Linked DNA regions of Triticum aestivum: region 2 is linked to region 1. A link is a contact called in public Hi-C data. All regions are on one chromosome and are shown on one strand. The core of a region is the stretch at or near the end of the contact, and the rest is flanking DNA. Distances in the headings are between cores, read along the strand shown. Region 1 holds the start of LOC123119249 (ubiquitin carboxyl-terminal hydrolase 8). Region 2 holds the start of LOC123119252 (DIMBOA UDP-glucosyltransferase BX9).

Evidence for each region. Hi-C and Micro-C count contacts between places; a contact is called where the count stands out from the background.
Region 2: a Hi-C map of leaf shows a contact between it and region 1, with 5 times the contacts expected there. The contact joins the promoter of LOC123119252 here to the promoter of LOC123119249 in region 1. A contact is called at or near these places in 2 of 5 Hi-C or Micro-C datasets (both in leaf) and 1 of 1 datasets of contacts at active chromatin or transcription factors (leaf).

What each region holds. Positions count from the first base shown.
Region 1 is chr5D:34,048,239-34,054,067 of IWGSC CS RefSeq v2.1, reverse strand. LOC123119249 (ubiquitin carboxyl-terminal hydrolase 8) reads left to right here and starts at 2,313. Exons shown (of 13, transcript XM_044538976.1): 1 at 2,313-2,495; 2 at 2,587-2,826; 3 at 4,102-4,237; 4 at 4,399-4,458; 5 at 4,536-4,628; 6 at 5,486-5,797. The coding sequence starts at 2,386.
Region 2 is chr5D:34,396,533-34,402,361 of IWGSC CS RefSeq v2.1, reverse strand. It overlaps LOC123119252 (DIMBOA UDP-glucosyltransferase BX9), which reads left to right and starts at 2,551. Exons shown (of 2, transcript XM_044538978.1): 1 at 2,551-3,097; 2 at 3,174-4,497. The coding sequence starts at 2,611. The coding sequence ends at 3,523. It overlaps LOC123119250 (putative F-box protein PP2-B12), which reads right to left and starts at 322. Exons shown (of 3, transcript XM_044538977.1): 1 at 1-322. The coding sequence starts at 168.

The sequences.
Region 1 (5,829 bases), core at 1,064-3,563:
TCATAACCCTAGTGCTCATTTCCATTTTAGGCATGACCGCCATTGCTAACGTTGGACTCAGACATGTGTCATGACGTATGGTTGTGACGAGTGGATGAGCACGCACCGACGTCTCGTGGAAGTATGCTACACCACCACAGTCCGTGGTAGCGCGGTGTCATGCGGCAGTGACATCTTCTTTGGGTACCAGGCATAGAGAAACCGTGGATGACACACGAAAATTGCAGGCTTTTTTTTCTTCCGAGAAGGCATCAATGAAGGTTGCTCCTTTTTTGTGGAGACATGAAAGTCCCTCGAGCGCAGCTAATGTAATATAAGATAGTAAAAGCAAAACGACGCACTCCATCACGTGGAGAAGCAAGAATCTAGCATGCAAGATATGTATCGGTTTTCCTTGCGAAGAGGTGGCCAGCTCGTCGATATGACATCTAAGCTGTGTCGAGTGCCATTACTGTTCGGGCGATGCTCTTCCTCCTGTGCCGTCCCCTCCCCGGCCCTAGACAACCATATTCCTTTTCAAAAAAAATTACCAAGATATATGGAGTAGAGTTAATTACACTATTGATACATAAACTTGCAGCACGGGTACGATCTCATACAAAAACTTACAAAATGACTCAAATTGGCCCTTAAACTTGCTTTACGGGAACAAACTGATAAAATTAGTCGAAACCTGCCACGTCGGATCCAGGAACTTGACCCACGTCCAGGTTAATTTACAGGAAACCCCGGTTGTATCATGTAAATAGATCCCCGAGTAGCCTAGCCAGCCTCTCTGTTCGCCATGCACCAGCCAAATCCCTAGTCGTTCTTCTCTGTTCTTTCCAAAAATTCACACTCGACCGTGGCAGCCTTCCCCTCAAACCAAATCCCTAACCCTTGACAGTGGCACCGACCGCGGCAAGTACTGAAGAACGTGGCTCGCCGTGATGCGGTGTCCTTGTCGGGGGATAGTCAGCCCCTCCTCGTGGGCGCATGGCCCATGGGCGTCGGCGGTGGCAATGTCGGTCTCGACGGCGGCCTGGGCGACGGTTGTACTGAAGAATGGTTGGTGACATTTGAGCGACATTTCGGCCCCAAAAAAACCGTAGGTGCTTTTCTATTCGTAATTTCTTGTGTCCTGCAGTATGTGACTTTGAGCAGAACTCAACAATTTTTTGTAGAGTCAAATGCAAATGGCCACCGAGTATGATTTTGATGGGTTTATTCCACCATTTGAGTATTGCCATGACTTTTGTGACATTGAGAAGAAGGAGAATTGCGGGTATTCTCGTAACCCTGTTCATAGAGTGTGTACAAAAGGATTTGACACACGGCGTAGGTTTCTAGCCTGTTCATCTGAGGTATGTAAAATAGTGGTAGTGAAAATATTTAAACGACGCTTGTTTCAGTCACAAAACTATGAAAGTAATCACATCACAAGATTATGAGCACACAACAACAACTCCACTGTAGCAGAACACTACTTTCTGAAACTCTGAACATCACACCCAACACCGGTGTTAGTACACAATGACAAGCAGGCGGAAATACCACAAAACAAGCCAATACAGGGGGACAATCCAATATAGAAGAAGGAAGGTGATTTCATACCGTAGTCCGGCGGGAACTCGCCAATGCCGCGAGGATGCGGCTCCATCCAGCGTCGATCTCATCCCCGATGACCATCGCACCGTCGACGAGGAGAAACAGAAAGGCGAAAGGGCCGATGAGAAATGAAAACTGAAGTGATCGGTGCGTGCCTCTCATCCGACGGGCAGGTTTCAGGCTAATTTGTATCAGCTTGTTCCGGCAAAGTAAGTTTAGGGGCTTATTTGAGTCAATTTGCAAGTTTTTGTATGAAACTGTACCTGCGCTGCAAGTTTATGTATTAATAGTGTAATTAACTCTATGGAGTACTCCCTCCGTTCCTAAATATAAGTCTTTCTAGTGATTCCACTAGGTGGACTACATACGAAGCAAATTGAATGAATCTACACTTAAAATCCATCTATATACATCCGTATGTGGTTCATAGTGGAATCTCTACAAAGACTTATATTTAGGAACGGAAGGAGTACATAGCAAAATTTGTAAGAAAGACTTTTGCAAAAAAAAAAAAAACGATAAGAAAGACAGCAGCCGAGGCCGACGGGTGGGCCCGGCTCTAGAAAGCGCTACTACTCGCTGTGGCCGCGGCGCGGTTCGATTCCATCTCTGGTCAAGTGACTCATCGTCCTCCGCGTAAATAGCAGCCTTCTCCTTCAGGGCATCGTCTTCTCCACCCCCTCCTCGCCTTCCGCTTCGATTCAATCCAAATCCAAATCCAAATCGATCTCCTCCCCGCCGCGTCTCCAAATCCGCCGCACGCCCGCTCGCCGCCGAATTCCCTCGGATCCCACCCCAATGCCCTCCTCCCCGCTCGCCGCCGGCGACGCCGCGTCCACCTCCGGCCCCGGCCCCGCCTCCGCCGCGCCCGCCGATGACGACGACCGCGTCTTCCTCGTCCAGCACCGGTAAGCGCTCCAACAAACCCTAGCCCTCCGATCCGAGGCCGGCGGGTCTGCGGATGGCATCTCTGACGGCATCGCTGCCCGAGCAATGCAGGTGGTGGAGGGAGGCGCAGGAGGGCGCCGAGATCGACGCGCACGGGATTCCCTACGCGGCGGCGCCGTCGGGGGGCCCCTCCTACGGGTTCCGCGGGGTGCTCAGCCTGCTCATGAGCGAGAACGCCGCCTTCACCCTCCGCCGCGCCGACGACCTCCTCCAGCCCGAAGCCTCCGCCAAGGCCGGGGCCAGGAGCTACGCGCTCGTCGCGGCCGACCTCTTCGGGAAGGCACGCACCTGGTGAGCACAAAAGACTCTGCCTCTACTTGCCCGTTGGGACGGGAGCGGATCATGGATTGGATGAATAGATATAGATGCATTTGTAATGCCTAGATTCTGATCATGCCTGGTGCGCGGGTTATTACGTAAGCGATGATGCATGGTATTAGTATTGGATCAAATCTGATGGTTGGTGCCCAGTGAAGCTTTAGGTATCATATGCATTGCGCTGTCGATTAATGCATGTGGTTTGGTCAATAGGTATGTTCTAGATTCTAGATTGGAATCACCCTTGCCGTTGGGGTTAAAGGGAGTTAGAGAACCAAGCTTGTACCCTATGTTTCTAAAATGGCACCGGTAGTCTCAGGTGGGCTATATAGGGTAACTGTCCGTTGCTCACTTGCATGCGCGCCACTGAGCTTCCTGCTGGTAGAATGAATGCGCCTAGGCGGATGGATTAATTCGTCGATATTGTTGTGTCGTCTTGTGCACACACTAGTTTGTTATCCTCCTTATATGTGTACGGAATATTAACTTTGTATAAGCATGCTATAAAGTGTGCAGTTGGACTTATTTGCGTTACATGAAAGGTTTATTAGTGACACGCTTACTAACTGAAAGTGATGGATTATTAATTATATACGTATTACATTGTACATAGCATTCCTTCTTATTAAAGCAATGTGCAACCAAGGCGGAGAGTTCTTTGGCGTCAATTTTCCATGAAGGTTATAATTGAATTTTTTTGTCATACTGGCTCCGCGGAGGCTACTACTGTTGATGCTCTGTCTCCAGCATGTCTTGAAAAGTTTTGTAGGAGAAAGAAAAATATGATGGTCTAGTCTACTATATGGTTTGTCGTTTCATCTCTAGTTTGTCTGCGATAGCCGATGGCAACAAGGGGACATTTATTGGTTCACTTTATGCTTTTGTGTTGTACGAGTCATAGTACAAAGTTACAAACCCAATTTTTCTTGAGTCTTTAGATGAAGCTTGGATGTAACCCACTTTAAACTATTCTGAGGGAAACTCATTACACCATGCAGCAAGTTCAGACCAAGAGATCTGGTATTGTATTTAGCCTGTTGCATTTATTCCTTGAGCTGGTGGATGGATGGGAAGTGAGATTACATAAATGTAATATTTGAATGCAATGATGCACCTAAAAATTAGGCCTACCAATTGTGTAATATATGCATAGCTGGCTGGTTTAGCTATGCTCCAATTTTTGGTTTGCCCTGATTGTTTATATTATCTGTCTCATAACTTAATTGATTTCTTGATTTTCTCACCTAGGCATTCTGATTCTCTCAAGTCCAATGGCAAAAGTTCATTGCTTACTGAAGAGGCATCCGTAAACATTTATCCTATAATGCTTAGAGTTTCGGTCACTAGAGGTACAAATGCACTAACGGTGAAGATCAGTAGAAAGGTATGTGTTATTTTCCACACTATCTGCTTCCCCTCCTTGTTTTGAAGAAAGGTTTCTCAGCAGTGTTTGTTTTGTAAAGGATCTATATGTTTTCATGCATGAATTTCACTTCAGTTCATAAGAAAACGGTGTTGTTCTAACTTTTACTTTTAACATATCAGGACAACTCAGCCGAGAACTTTAAAAGAGCAAACAAGATTCTGGCTTCGGAGTCTGAGCCGGTAATTTCTGATTATTTTCACTTGAATGTGTAAAGTTTTGTGTTTCTTTTCTTTGATCACATGTCTATTATATTTAGGTTCACATATGGGATTTCTCTGGGCGAACAACCTTCATATTGATGAATGAATGGAACCGTATGCCCCAAGATCCTCGGTCTTCTGACCAGGAGGTCATTATCTTCTCGATCAAATTTGCCATTCTATTTCCTATGCTTAATTTCTTGCATAAGATTGCTATAAATTAATTGTACAGTTGTGTTGGTCATAGTCTTTTATCTCCTAGCCACTTCTTAAGGCTTTTCTACTGCATTACTACTAATTAGCCAAATTAATCCCCATTACTAATTTTATTTGAATGCGGAGCATTGTAACGCTATATTGCTGGTTTCTTGAGTAAATATTCACTGTCCTAATGAAAATTTTATACTTTAGTCACTTAAATTTTCATGTGCACATGGGTAGTAAGTAACTAATTGTTGCAGTTGCTTTTAAGCGGGTTGAAATTGAAAGTATGCTTATAGCCCGCATCTTCTCTGAGCTTTTGAAATCTAACCTCGCCTCAATGCTGGAGTGCTAGCCTGTTTATTTGCAAGTAAATTGGGCTAATGCCTGAAGTTCTACTTATATCTGGCAAGTTATAAGCATGTTTAGCATTGTATATATTGCTACTGGTACCCCCCTCCCTCCATAATATCAAAGATGATGTGACCGATCTGGATTGAGCCAGCTTCCTCAAAATAGATGAGTTGGCTTCTGCTAGGTTAATCCAGACGCGCCTGGCTTGACTAAACGAAGTATACACCAGGTTGCCCTTCCTAGTTACTCCCTCTGTCTCAGAATGTAAGACGTTTTTGACAGTGTCAAAATATGTCTTACATTTTGAGACGGAGGGAGTATTTGATACTAAATCTAACAGCAGTTAAGTTCTGAAATAAGATCTTCAACGGCCTTTTATTCATATCTTTAGATGAGTAATGGAATACTTCTGTAGTATATTGTGCTTATATGATTTTGTTCACATCTTCAGATGCCTCTGGAAATACAATTCTATGATATATCAGAACCTCCGGCTAATGGTGCTGCTGGGAGAAAAGATGAGTTAGCATTGACCATGGGTAGCTCAGCTTTGAGCAATGGTGGCATCATGGACATGGATCTGGATTCATCAGGTGGAATCTGTAAGCAAGTTGGCTCTGGTTTAATAGGATTAGACAATCTTGGAAACACATGTTTCATGAACAGTGCAGTCCAGTGTTTGGCTCATACTTCAAAGCTGGTTGACTATTTTCTTGGAGATTACCAGAAGGAAATAAACACCCAGAACCCACTAGGAATGAAGGCATGTTGAAATTTCTTTTACCATAAACACAG
Region 2 (5,829 bases), core at 1,302-3,801, 350 kb before region 1:
CGTGAGGGACAGCGCCACCGACAGGAGCTCCTCCGGCAGGCGCGCGATCTCGCAGGTTTCCCCCGTCGCCGTCGGAGCCTCCTCGTCCTCGGCGCGCGGCTCGGTCGATCCCCTCGGCTCCAGCTGGAGGAGGCGACGAAGCACCTGGAAGCCGCCCTTCCACTCCATTACTGCAAAAATGTCTATCGGAAGCAAATTAAATCGATTTCATTTGTGGCGAAGCAACTGCATTTTAAAATGCCACAAGCGATCTTGCTCTTCCATCCCATCCAAACTTGGTTGAAATTTCAGGGTCACGGAAGCGCTCTCCAAAGTCAATGCAAAATGGAGCCACCTGTACACGGTTTCGTACGCGACCATGGGTGTCCCACTTGCGCACCACTATCATAGTGGGCGTGGTTCTTGTGTCGTGGCGCGCAATCAAACGGTTGAAGAGACACAGTTAATGGCCGCGGAGATAAATGGGGCTGGACAGTCTGTAATATCAGTACTTCCGTATGACAGTTTTTGCAGTGTGTAACTACATGATGACTATGCGCGCGCCGCAACCGCATCCATGACGCCTCAATCGTGATCATGCGCCGGCCCCAACCGCAAGCAGAGCATGTCGCGGCCGTAAAGCGACCACATGCATAGAACAGTTGAACACATAGAAAATGACTTTCAGCGAATGCGAGCGGACGATGTCCTCGAAAAATGATGTTGTGTTTCACATCTCACCCGGTTGTGCGGACGAACCTCGAGAGATAAATAGTGAGCGACCTTGTGTGCTACTGCGACTTCCTGACAGATGAGGAGGAGCGCTAGGTCGCTCACACAATGGAGGTTAGCCGCAAATGCCGCTGCAGCTGAGGCGCGAAACGCGAAGATCTACTAGAGTCCCGCCTTGACTAGTTCTGAACTAGCTAGTGACTATGATCTACATGGAATCTAGTGGAGGCTCAAATGTGCAAGTATTTTGAGGCATTCTCTGGTTCATGGGGTAGAAATATAATAGGAATAGAAAATTTGTAGGAAATGAGATGACATAATCTAAAATTCTATGAATAGGAATATTAAAGATATGTCATTTGTTTCACGAGATAGGTTTTTTTTTCTCATTGAGTCTAGACTCATGTTTATTTTTCTTTCAAATACGGAGGATGGTGACCATTCCTATGTAGGAATATGAATCCTTTCTTATAAATTGAAGGGCTCTAAAGAAACATTTCCTATAGAGATCCTATCATATGATTTTTTTTATATTAAATTTCTCCAAATCAAAGACATCTCTGACAGAGATGATTTGACATTAGCCCGTCGAGGCCAATAAGAAGCGAGGAAAGCATTGTGACGATGGATCTCATGTTTGGCAGCAGTCCTACGGCCGGCTTCTGAAGGAGATAGAGTTCTACGCTCCTCCATTTTGTCAAGCAGTCAATGACGGTGGCAGTTTAGAGCAAGAGTTTGGGGGCTTTTGGCATCAACAACGCGAGCGCTGCTATCTCGCGCGCGCGCTGCAACGCTCGAATTCAGACAGGCTGTGGTTGCCTTTTTTAGCAAGTGTGGGTTGCCTTTTTAGCAAGTGTGGGACATAGTTTGAGGTAAATCCGGCCCCACCCCGGGCCCCACCCATTGAAATCAGGGGGGTGAGATTATGGTTCACGGGAGAGAGAGCAGGGAGGGTCCAGCGCTGTACATGCACATGTGGGCTGCTGTTTTAACGCCCATCTGTCCTTGGCTTTCGCTAGTGGGAGGAAAAGAGGTCGCTCGTTGCGACGCTCGCTCGCGAAGGAGCGTTTCCGATCAACAACCCAGGTTTTCCAAAGCACCCAACCCTTTTTAATTTTCCACATATGAAGGCGGCCGAGTCATCGACAATTTTTTTTACAGTAATGCTAACCGGCGAACGTTCGCTCTGAAAGAACTCCCACCGAACGCCCTCGCAGCCATTTGATCGAGATCAAACGGTGACATTAAAAAAACGCCTTCTCCAAGAAGGAATTGCCATGCTAGTCTCAATAAATTGCCAATCTCTATACCAAAATTGACATGAACATCATTAGCAAATGCCATCCTCAGGCGAATGTTCGCCAGCTATGGAAGTCGAATATTTTACTTATAAGCTTTTACATGACTTGGCGCTGGACTATGCAGTTGGGCTGATACATTTGGTAAGTCGCTCAAAATAAAAAATAAAAAATACTACTACTCCACTTGGTTAGCTGCCTCCTTATACAATAATCGATCCCGTCATTGTTTATGCTTTGGTACGCTAGCCGCACCGGAACCGGATCCTCGAACATTGAGAAGTAAAATTAGAGAAGCTACAATACCCTAACTTTTCTTCTTTCTATTCATATGATAATGGCTAAAATGACTTAATTAATTTGCAAATTAATGATCTATTGTGTACATTTATAGTAATTAATTACATACAAACAAATTGATGGTGAAATAAAATTAATTTTAAATTATTTATATCAACATTAAATACCAACAGTAAACAACCTACTAACTACCTATTAATAGTCCCTAACTTCCTTTCCTCATTTTATACTAGGCAAACCCTATAGCATCATGACTTTCCTTAGAGGATCCGGTTCCAGCCACACCATCTAGCCCGCGACGATGACGACACAAGAAAAGGCACCCCACGCCGTCCGCCGCCGGGTCGTCTTGTTCCCGCTGCCGTTCCAGGGCCACCTCAGCCCCATGCTCCAGCTGGCCGAGCTCCTCCGCGCCCGCGGCCTGGCCGTCACCGTCCTCCATACCGACTTCAACGCGCCCGACCCCCCGCACCATCCGGAGCTTGCCTTTGTCTCGATCCACGAGGCGCTCCCGCACGTGGCCACCTCCCCCGACGCCGACATCGTCGCGCAGCTCCTGGCCCTCAACAACGGTTGCGAGGCGCCGTTCCGGGAGGCCCTGGCATCGCTGCTGCTGCTGCGTGAGGACGTCGCCTGCGTGGTCGTCGACGGGCAGTGGTACGCGGCGCTGGGGGCGGCGGGCGTGCTCGGCGTCCCCGTGCTCGCGCTCCGGACGGACAGCGCCGCCACGTTCGGCAGCTTACTTGCGTTCCCTCGGCTGCGCGACGCCGGCTACGTCCCCATCAAAGGCAAGTGGTGCGAGCTAATTGAATTCGTACTCAACCGACGGATGGACTGATGAGAGCTTGTGAACTTTCTCTGCAGAGGAGCGGCGGGACGAGCTGGTGCCGGAGCTCGAGCTGCTCCGCGTGCGCGACCTCATCCGCATCGACGGCAGCGACGTAGACGCGCTCTGCGGCTTCATCGCCCGCGTCGCTGACGCCGTGTGGGCCTCAACGTCAGGGGTCGTTCTCAACTCGTTCGACGCCATCGAGACGCCGGAGCTGGCCAGGATAGAGAAAGAGTTGTCCTGTCCGGCGTTCGCGGTCGGCCCTCTGCACAGGATGTGCCCCGGGCCGGCGCCGGCGGAGCACGGCCTGCACGCGCCGGACCGCGGTGTCACGACCCAGAGGAGGAAGAGAGGAGGGGATCGAGATCAGATCGAGGGTAGGTGAGGATAGCAGGTGAGAGGGAGAGAGCTTGGAGGAGGGGAAAGGGATTTGGTTCACCAATCACTCGCTGCCTCATCATCTGGTAGCCGTACATTAAGCAGCTGCCCATCTGGGCTCAACCCCGGGCCAAGGCCCAACACACGCTACATGGCCTCGGGCCCAAACGCACGCCACACACTCGTTGTGGTTCAGTTAACAACAGTTAACTGAACTACACTTGCAGTCCGCTGCAGATCGTCATCTGCAGGCGTGACATTGCCCCCGTCTTCTGATGGAGCTCCCTCCCAAATGCAGGTCGATGGATAGCGCTCTTTGAGGATGTCGTAGTCTTCCCAAGTGGTGGCTGTCGAGGGTCTGTTGGACCACTGAACTTGTAGCTGGATCACTGGTGCATCCCCTTTCTTCATCATGCGACGCTCCACGATGGCCACTGGTTCCGCGTTGCCGGTGACCAAGTCTGGTATTTGTGGCGGCTCAGAGAAAACAGGAGTGTAATCAGGAGTATAAGGCTTCAACTGCGAAACATGGAATACCGGATGGATGCTGCTGTCCGCTGGCAGTTGAAGACGATACGCCAGGGTGCCGATTCGTTCGGCCACCATGAATGGACCGTAGAACTTGCAGGAGAGCTTCCGGCAGGGGCGGTTGACAACCGACGACTGCGCGTACGGCTGCATCTTGAGGAGGACTTGTTCCCCGACGTCGAACGCGCGCTTTGCACGGTGACGATCGACCTGCTTCTTGAAGCATGCCTGGGCGTGGGCAAGCTGTGCACGGAGTCGTTCAGTGTGCGCGGCCCAGTCCAGTTCCCCCGTTGGCGCGCTCGGTGTCATGGCGGAGCTGAAGTGTGGCAAGCCCCCTAGGTTGGGGTCGACTGAAGGAAATATGCCCTACAGGCAATAATAAAGTTGTTATTTATATTTCCTTATATCATGATAAATGTTTATTATTAATGCTAGAATTGTATTAACCGGGAACTTAGTACATGTGTGAATACATAGACAAACAGAGTGTCCCTAGTATGCCTCTACTTGACTAGCTCGTTAATCAAAGATGGTTATGTTTCCTAACCATAGACATGTGTTGTCATTTGATGAACAGGATCACATCATTAGAGAATGATGTGATGGACAAGACCCATCTGTTAGCTTAGCATAAATGATCTTTTAGTTTTATTGCCATTGCTTTCATCATGACTTATACATGTTCCTCTGGCTATGAGATTATGCAACTCCCGAATACCGGAGGAACACCTTGTGTGCTATCAAACGTCACAACGTAACTGGGTGATTATAAAGATGCTCTACAGGTGTCTCCGATGGTGTTTGTTGAGTTGGCATAGATCGAGATTAGGATTTGTCACTCTGTGTATCGGAGAGGTATCTCTGGGCCCTCTCGGTAATGCTCATCACTATAAGCCTTGCAAGCAATGTGACTAATGAGTTAGTTGCGGGATGATGCATTACATAACGAGTATAGAGACTTGCCGGTAACGAGATTGAACTAGGTATGATGATACCGACGATTGAATCTCGGACAAGTAACATACCGATGACAAAGGGAACAACGTATGTTGTTTTGCGGTTTGACCGATAAAGATCTTCATAGAATATGTAGGAGCCAATATGAGCATCCAGGTTCCGCTATTGGTTATTGACCAGAGATGTGTCTCAGTCATGTCTACATAGTTCTCGAACCCGTAGGGTCCGCACGCTTAACTTCGATGATGATTTGTATTATGAGTTTTGTGATTTTATGTACCAAAGTTTGTTCGAAGTCCCGGATGAGATCACGGACATGACGAGAAGTCTCGAAATGGTCGAGACATAAAGATTGATACAATGGAAGGTTGTGTTTGGACACCGGAATGGTTTCGAAAAGGTTCGGACATTTTTCGGAGTACCGGGGTTACCGGAACCCCACCCCCCAGGGAGTTAATGGACCTTCATGGGCCCTAGTGGAGAGAGGAGGCGTTGAAAGAACATGCGGTGCCCCCATGTTTGGTTTTGGTAATTGATGACAATCTCTATGGACTAATGGTTGCCTTGAGTTATATTTGAAGGATTTGTCCATAGGCATTTCTCGAAGTCCATGTGTTGGTTTCAAGGAGTTTATGTGGTGACCAAGGTGTTATTAAGGAATTATCCAAAGATTGGTCATGTGAGAGTTGAGCTTATTGCAAGCATGTCTTGGAGAAGAAGATTGTGTGATCATTCATGTATATCTTCAAGACATCATCCAAATGAAGAGAGTTGAAAAGATTCAAGGTTGATCAAGACTAAGTCAAGAGTGAATCAACTTGATCAACT